Linked DNA regions of Sus scrofa: regions 2 and 3 are each linked to region 1. A link is a contact called in public HiChIP or PLAC-seq data. All regions are on one chromosome and are shown on one strand. Each heading gives the region's core, a stretch centred on a gene start, on an enhancer-like site or on the middle of the called end of the contact. The rest is flanking DNA. Distances are from core to core; before and after follow the strand shown. Region 1 has its middle 45 kb from the start of PNMA2. Region 2 has its middle 120 kb from the start of DPYSL2. Region 3 has its middle 19 kb from the start of PPP2R2A.

The links. HiChIP or PLAC-seq counts read pairs in DNA pulled down with a chosen protein or histone mark.
Region 2: an H3K27ac HiChIP or PLAC-seq map of alveolar macrophages shows a contact between it and region 1. The contact joins two enhancer-like sites. A contact is called at or near these places in 2 of 47 Hi-C or Micro-C datasets (both in embryonic fibroblasts) and 1 of 2 datasets of contacts at active chromatin or transcription factors (alveolar macrophages).
Region 3: an H3K27ac HiChIP or PLAC-seq map of alveolar macrophages shows a contact between it and region 1. The contact joins two enhancer-like sites. A contact is called at or near these places in 1 of 47 Hi-C or Micro-C datasets (liver) and 1 of 2 datasets of contacts at active chromatin or transcription factors (alveolar macrophages).

Annotation. Positions count from the first base shown.
Region 1 is chr14:10,382,192-10,384,891 of Sscrofa11.1, forward strand. No RefSeq gene overlaps it. Among named protein-coding and RNA genes, the nearest start is that of PNMA2, 45 kb to the right of the region's middle. Within about 2 kb of position 1,255, at least 76 of the 83 cell types and tissues checked have an H3K27ac peak or open chromatin away from gene starts, as enhancers often do. A contact at or near this core is called in alveolar macrophages and liver, where this site is marked.
Region 2 is chr14:10,549,296-10,551,995 of Sscrofa11.1, forward strand. No RefSeq gene overlaps it. Among named protein-coding and RNA genes, the nearest start is that of DPYSL2, 120 kb to the left of the region's middle. Within about 2 kb of position 1,401, at least 24 of the 83 cell types and tissues checked have an H3K27ac peak or open chromatin away from gene starts, as enhancers often do. A contact at or near this core is called in alveolar macrophages, where this site is marked.
Region 3 is chr14:10,174,977-10,177,676 of Sscrofa11.1, forward strand. No RefSeq gene overlaps it. Among named protein-coding and RNA genes, the nearest start is that of PPP2R2A, 19 kb to the right of the region's middle. Within about 2 kb of position 1,440, at least 68 of the 83 cell types and tissues checked have an H3K27ac peak or open chromatin away from gene starts, as enhancers often do. A contact at or near this core is called in alveolar macrophages and liver, where this site is marked.

The sequences.
Region 1 (2,700 bases), core at 5-2,504:
CTTTCTATGCAAAGTGTCCTGCACAGCTCCATAGGCAGCAGTAGCACAGTGCGTGAGCGAGTTAGAAACACAGGCACCCACGTTGGACCAACTGAATGGGCATATGCGTTGTAGAAAGTTTCCAAGGTGACCCACCGCACTTTCGGGTTTGAAAAGTACTGCTTAGATCCTGATAAATGCTAGGGAGAAAAGGTGAACTGTGAAGGGGTTGGCCTCGATGGGAAGGAGACTTTGAGTAGAGGAGGCGAGCTCCGCAGATACCCGGAGGAAGAAGCTGCAGCAAAAGGTAAGACAGAGCAAGCGGGTGAAGGAGACTCTGGAAGAAGCCGACTCCTCCTCCCCTGACCTTTATTCCAGGCCTTTTGTTTTGGGTGTGCTCCTGCTGCGGCGCAGTGTCTGAGCGCGGCTCTTTGGGCGGTATAGCTAGATCTCCATTCGCAGGATGCTAGCAGCGCCGTGCACTGTGCTTACTCTTGTGCACTGATACGTAGCTTTTCCGCCCAGAGTTGCTGCCATTCCGTCACAGCTCCCAAGGCTTTCTCTTTGAAACGCCCCCCCCCCACCAACCTGCCAGGCTAGTACAGGAAAAAATCCCAAGGCCACCCTTTCAGTTTACCCTTTCTCTCGGCTTCCCCTACCTAAACGTTCCGCCCTAAGCTCCGCCTCTCATCCCTGCGATCTTCCCGTTTTTCAATGCCTGCACCATCGAAACTCTTAGGACAGTAGTCCAGGCAAGTGGATCACAAATGGGGCCGAAAATCAACCAGGCCTTCAATGGCCCTTGGTTTCTGAGCGTGAGGACGCGGACTCCGGCCTGGATCCCCAAAAGAACCAGCCTCCGCCGCCCAGCCTGGGACCTTGGCGCAGCCACTTGATCCCGCCACTCTGTTCTTTCCTCCGATATGAGGAGATAACACCGCCTCACTGGGTTGTTTTGAGGCCCAAGAGAGAGCATTTGTAGGAGAGTATTTTGTAAGCGACAGAGGGCCAAACACACGCAACTAACTTCAGTTCTCTGATTGCGGCTAAATGATAGATGTCTGGCTCCCTCCCCCCACCCTACCCCGGCCATCTTCCGGTTTCTTCCGCACCCGGAGTTGCCCTCCCGCCGGGTGACTGCACACACCATACATGATTCCGCATCTCCGGCCACAGGTTTCCCCCGGGAAGAGAGGCTGGGTGCGGAGGAGAGGGCTGATTGGCTGGGCAGGAAGTGGGACGAGCGGTGACGTGCAGAGCCCGGGAGAATACGCCTAGCTGTGCCGGGGCTGCGGCGAGGGCGGGGGCAGGGGCGGGACCGAAAGGGTGCTGACCTGTAGAGAGGCGGGGTGGTGGGGAGAAGTGGGGAACTCAGAAGGATTGGAGAGAAGGGAGAGGGGGCGGAGGAAGGAGGAGGGAAGGGTGGGGTCGGGCAGGGTGGAGAAGAGATGGAGAGCGAAAGGAACAGTGTGGAGAGGGGAGATGGGCGGGGCGGGAGGGGGGTGCGGGCAGGAAAGTGGGATCGGGGACACCCTGGGGAGGAGGGGGAAGGGGCGGAATGAGGAGGGGGGATGGGTGGGGAAGGGTGGGGATGGGTGGGGATGGGCGGGGTGGAAGGGGGAAGGAGAGGGAAAGAACTGGAAGTGGAGGGTAGAGTCTGACCGAGAGGAAAAGGGGAGGGCCGGGGTGGAAAAGAGATGGGGGCAAGGGGCCCCTTTCTTTGGCCTGGGTGGAGACCTGGTCTCGTCCGGCGGGTCAAGCGGAAGACTGTCCCTGGTGAATCGTCACTGGTCCGTAGGGGAAGGGACAGAGCCTGAGTTGCGGAGGAGGGGGCTCGGGAGAGAGAGGCACCCGCAGAGGCGCCAGGCGGGAATAGGGTTTAGCAGGCGCCCGCGGAGACTTGGCTCCGCGCGTCGCTGCGCCTGGGAGGTTTCTCTTCACAGCGCGTTTCTGGGCCTTTCGGTTCTTCCCCCGCCGGCAGTTCTCACAGCCGCCGCCCTTTCCTCCCTTGGCCGCTGTCCCGCGCAGGAGCGAAGGGCAGTCGGGTTCGTGTCCCGGCACTGTCTGGCTGGCTGGCGGGGCAGAGGGATGGGCACTCAGTGACCCGCAGCCCGACTTCCCTGTGGGCTCTGTGCGGGTTCTTGGGGTGTGGAACTGGAGTATGAGGTAACCAGGAGGACCCCAGGAGAAGGTACTTGTGGAGATCTGACCTCCGGGTTTGCCAGCATCAGGGCGGAGGAAGCATGGGCCTTGAAAGAAGGAAGGGATCTGGGTGCCCCCCAGGCCGGGAGAATGAGGAGATGGAGGAGCTGGCCTACTGGGGTCTAGGACTGGAGGAGTGAGAGGCCAGCCGGAAAGGTCCCGGCCCATTCAGTGCCTGCAGAGTCAGCTGTGTGACCCTCAGCTTTGTGACCCAGGGGGAGGTAGCCCTCCCAGCCTTTAAGTCTTCTCCTGCAGGTGGGACACTGCCTCACTGTTGTGAAGGTTTATAAAGTATGTGAAATGAGCTATTCCCAGCATGGCAGCTGCTTAGGAAGCTTAGTCCTTTTCCCTCCTGGAAGGAGAAGACGTTGAACTTGAGAGGCCTTGCTGGATACTTTAGAAACACAGCAAAGAGCCAAATAGAGTTCAACAGCACCAGTGTCTAAGAGTCAAATGGAACAGGCGCCTGAACAGACTGGCAATCTTCTTCCTCTTTTTTTTTTTTGTCTTTTTTTTAGG
Region 2 (2,700 bases), core at 151-2,650, 170 kb after region 1:
CAGGGCCCCTCCCTCCACAACACCCAAGCGTGGACACCTCAGGAAAGAAGGGGGCAAAAGGGGAGAACTTCCTGTCTGGCTTTAGGGTCCATCCTTCCTCAGGGAAGACCAGATGTGCAGTGGACTTGGCACCGAGTTTACATTTCTGATGGATATTCCCCTTGAGTGTTCCTGTCACTCCAAAGGTTTGCCACTTAGAGGCCTCTGGGGACCCAATAAGCCTGGTCAAAGAGCTCAGCACGCCCTCTGCTGGAGACACACATCTTTTACCTTCTACAGTACTTGAGCATTAGGTGACAAAGCAGCAGAATGTAGTCAAGGGCAGCTTTGTCTCTGGAGAGCAAGGAGGAGTTGAGATAGCCACCAGCTGGGGTGCACTGGGGGGTCCTGCCTAGATGGGGGGAAGTGGGCTCCCAGCTTTATCTTCCACTCTCTGTCCACTTACTTTTTGACATCCTACTCCTTCAGTCTTGTGACTTGGTTGTCCTCGGGCTGTCAGCCTCCACCCCCACCCCACCCCCAGCATCCCAGCAGTTCTCTCAAAATTCTTTTTTTTTTTTTTTGTCTTTTGTCTTTAGTTGTTGTTGTTGTTGTTGCTCTTTCTTGGGCCGCTCCCGCGGCATATGAAGGTTCCCAGGCTAGGGGTCGAATCGGAGCTGTAGCCACCGGCCTACGCCAGAGTCACAGCAACGCAGGATCCGAGCCGTGTCTGCAACCTACACCACAGCTCACGGCAACGCCGGATCGTTAACCCACTGAGCAAGGGCAGGGACCGAACCCGCAACCTCATGGTTCCTAGTCGGATTCGTTAACCACTGCGCCACGACGGGAACTCCTCTCAAAATTCTTGAGCCCACATCCTCTGCTTGAACACACCCCAGCTCTGGACCTCCGGTCACAGCTGCCCTGCCAGCCAGCAGCCCCCACATCGCTATCTTGACCCAGAGCCCCAGCTCCCAAGGACAGACATGACACCATCGAAGTGAAGACTTCCTGACAGTTGCTTCTTTTCTCCTGGGTCATCCACGCCGTCGGCCAGAGGGTGAGGAATGAGGGTTCATGACCCAACCCAGCTGCCTGGCTTCCTTCCAGTCCACAGATGGGTTCTGGGGAGTCCGAGTGCTCCTGTGCAACAGGGGCCTGTGGATCTAAGACAAACAGACTGCCAGATATTCCTTTAGCAAAGATGGGTTTATTCGGGATCAGCAGAGAATTGCCATTCAGGGTCTGCAACCAGGGGGAGCCACGGGCAAGTCCCCACAAGGCAGGCGAAGGAGAACAGTTTTTTGTTTTTTGTTTTTTTTTAAATCGAGGAAAAGGAAGTTAGGAGGTGCTAGTAAACAGAGTCCATGGCTTTCATTGGCTGAGCTCTTGCCAGGAAAGAAGAGTCTCTCTTCCTCCTGTTGGGCTCAGCTCTCATCTTAGGGCATGAGAGCTCCCCCTGCTGGTCTCTCGATTCTATGTCATTGAAGTTTCTGTTTGTTAATTTTTTTTTTTTTTTCTTGGCAGGGCTTGAGGCATGTGGAAGTTCCTGGACCAAGGATCAAACTCCATAGCTGTAACCAGAACCACAGCCGTGACAACGCTAGATCCTTAACCCGCTGAGCCGCCAGGAAACTGTTAATTTCCTACGGGACTATGGAAAGCCAGTCATCTAACCTCATCTTCCTTTCTTTTCTCTGTTGTCACCCATCTGGGCATCTCATCTCTGCACCTTCTCCCCTTGGTCAACCTCCCAAGCCCAAACTCTCCATATGGGCTTCATGATCAACAGACTCACTCACGATTCCATAAACTCTCATCCTCACAGAACACTTGCCCCCCCATCTTTGCCTTAAAAGAAAACCTGGTCCCCCTTGCTAAGGACAACGTTTTGCCCTTGGTCTTCTCAGGTGGCACTTCCTCTACACCTAACTCTTCAGGGGGTAGGGGGTTGACGTCCTTGCTGCTCAAACCTCAGTACTTCCTCCCCACCGGGTCATCTGGCCGAGCGGCCCCCACACCTGCTCCCTGCTGGCATTTCCTGATTCAGAGACCCTTCTCATTCATTGCAGACTTTGGTGTCAAGTCATGGGGCAGTGCTGCTCTCCACCACCAGTAGGAATTACTTCAGCATCCACGCCAATGATCCGCCCAGGGTCCTAGACTTTGTGCTACCTTAGCTATCTACGCCCCAGGCTGTTGTATTTCCACAAATGCTCTCCTTGCTGAAATCACATGCCTGCTCCGATCATTCCTCTGGTCATTTTGGTTGACTTGTTCAAACATTCCCACTGCTCCTGTTCTCTGGTACCACCAGGTTTTCCTGTCCAACACCCTATCTGTCTTCTCTCTCCACCGGCCTCCTCCTGTCTTCCCTCCCTGTGCTCCTGAGAGTCCAAGGTACGTCATTTCATTCATTCTCTCGCCAACATCCCGAATCCCTTGACCTTTGTCCTTTCATTGCATCCTCTTTGTCAAACTTCAACCCTTGATGAACCCAGCCATCCTCCTCTCTAGCTTGGGCACAAACCACAGACTTAAGCTAGAGGAAACTGCACGTTGCTATCCTGAGAAAACCCTGGCACTGACTCCAGCTGTATGCTGATCCCTGAACACTTCCCAGGAATCCTACCTTTTTTTTTTTTTTTTCTTTTCTGCAGTAGGCTCGTGTCCTACATTCATCTCGAATCACTGTCCTGCTTTCCCCCGTGTCCACCT
Region 3 (2,700 bases), core at 190-2,689, 210 kb before region 1:
GTAAAGCCTGAGACCCCCCTGGCCTAGAAGTTTCAAGTTTATTTAAACATTTCATCTGAAAATAGGGAATTTCATATCCATAGAATTCCGATGATAATAGTGATTGCTTCTGGAGGAAAGTACAGGGAGAGAGAAACTTCCACATTGTAATTTTTGTACGGCTTGAATTTTTTGTATTATGTGCTTAGATCTTTACTACGGTAATCATATGTCTTTTCTAACTAGCACATTCCTTAGACCATTGCATTTACTCTGTACTTTCTGCTACATGATTTCTCAAATCCTCTGGGCATCCTTATCAAGAAGCAATACATCGGAGTTCCATTGTGGCTCAGAGGGTTAAGGACCCAACATAGTCTCCATGAGAGTGCTGGTTTGATCCCGTGCTGCTGCAAGCTGCGGCGTAGGTCGAAGGTGCGGCTCAGATCCAGTGTTGCTGTGGCTGTGGCATAGGCCTCAGCTGCAGCTCCAATCCCTCGCCCCCAGGGAACTTCCATATGCCGCAGGTGCAGCCATAAAAAGAAAAAAAAAAAGAAGAAAGAAAAAGCAACACATTAAGATACCCTTATATTACAGATGAAGATGTTGAAATATAGAAGTAAAGATTGTGAAGAGGAGTTCCTGTCGCAGCACAGTGGAAATGAATCTGACTAGGAACCATGAGGTTGAGGGTTCAATCCCTAGCCTCGCTCAGTAGGTCAGGGATCTGGCAGTTGCCATGAGCTGTGGTGTAGGTCACAAATGCAGTTCGGATCCTGCGTTGCTGTGGCTGTGGTGTAGGCTGGCAGCTGATTCAACCCCTAGCCTGGGAACTTTTATATGCCACGGGTGCAGCCCTAAAAAGATTATTAAGAAACATTGAAAATTAGAGCCAAAAATAGCTCCAAAATAGGTTTAAAATATTTTTATTATGAAATATTTCAAATATTACAAGTAAACAGAACATTATAAAGGACCCTCGTGTACCCATCGCGCCCCACCCTCACTCCATTATTATGTATATATATAAAATCTATCTTTTAAAGTAAAATGTACACACATTGAAATGCACAAATCTTCTCAGGATCCCTTTTCCCCCCTTAATTCCAATCTTGTTTGGCAAAAATCTGGCTCTATTTTCTCCCAGATGTAAATGCTATTGACGGATTTCCTGCTGTTTCCTACACTGAGTTGACTCATCCTTCCCTCGATTTAGGTTTGGTTGGAGAAGAGGAATGTCTTTGTTTTCAGTCGGAAAGCATAGGGGGTACCAAGTCTGGCTGCTGCATTGTTATCCAGTCACAAGTGAAACCCAGGCAGGCCTCCTTTAAACGGTCCTCTTGGCCAGCAGTCAAAGCCTCCCTCCAAAACGGAAGCTCAGGACCCCTTAGCAGTATCCCACCCCTAAGCCAGCCTCAAGCCCGCCCCCCCTTGGTGCTCACCGCGCTGAGTGGGCTATTTGAGCCACCGTTAAAGCGTTCAACGATGCTCCTACTATGTGCCAGTCGCTGCCTATGCTGGACCTCATCTCTAAGAGACCCAAACTTGCAAGCCTCCCAGTTCCCTTTAAAAGCTGGAAAAGAAAATATAAAAATATAAACTTGTCTTCCATCTCGTCGCAGGAGATGAGTCAGCAGAACAGGAAATTCTCCTTGCACAAGCCCTTCTGATCCCGTGGGCTGGGTGTGTGCGGTATCGAGCGAGGGCTGGGAAGGGGAACCGGCTTCTCTACTGCAACCACTTTGAAAGGTGAACAATGCGAGCTGGCCGGTGAGTTGAGGAGTGTTGACACACACCTGGCCAATGAGAACGGTCTTGACACGTTTGGGGGAAAAGCTCAGCCGCTTCCAAATAAGGAACAGGGCAAATAAGGAAACTGGCTGTGGCCAGAGTCTAGGTGGCTTCAGAACAAGAGGTTGGAGGAGTTACCGCCTGTGAAACTCAAAAGGCACCTGAGCGGCAAGCTGGGCTCTCTGGATGTTTGAGGAAAGAGCCATTTAGGGCGGGGTTCAGGGAAGGCCCTTATATGCCACAAAATCTCTCACGGTGCAATCCCTTGCAGCGCAATTCTGCACATGCAGTGAATTACAGGAGGAAGGAGAGCTTGGGTTGGGGAAATGCCTGCCTGACGGAGCCACCTCTGACCCTATATCTAATAGTAGAGCAAAGTCCACCGGGGACCCAAGCCGCAGCCTAGGCTCTGCTCCCTGCCAGCTGTGAGCCTGGGAATAAGTCATTTAATCTCTGCGGGCCCCGTTTTTCTCCCCTGCAGAAAGTCAAACACAATAAGCTAGCTCGCCATATCTAAATGCTGTCGCTCTTGTACAAACGTAAATTGGTTTAGCCTTAAGCCCACTTTTTGCTTTCCTTCCATGACTTTTCCAGTGAGATCATGAGGGAGAAATAGCTGAGTGTGGCTGCTAGCAAAATCAGGACTCTTTAAAATAGCTATTCTGTGGGAATCAGGCCCGTGTGTGTGTGTGTGTGTGTGTGTGTGTGTGTGTGTGTGTACACATTTCCATTGGGTGAGGCTGCGGAGAAGGGCCACGCATTGAGCCAGGTCTAAATGTTTCAGCTTTGCAGAAAAATAAATGCTGCAAGATTGAGGAGTGAGATTTTTGCATAGGAGAAGGAGGTGGGGGAGGGGTAAATGTGCTGAGATTCCAGCACTGAATTAAAAAAAGGATGAGGACGCAGTTAGAAGGATAGGCTGCCAAGGAG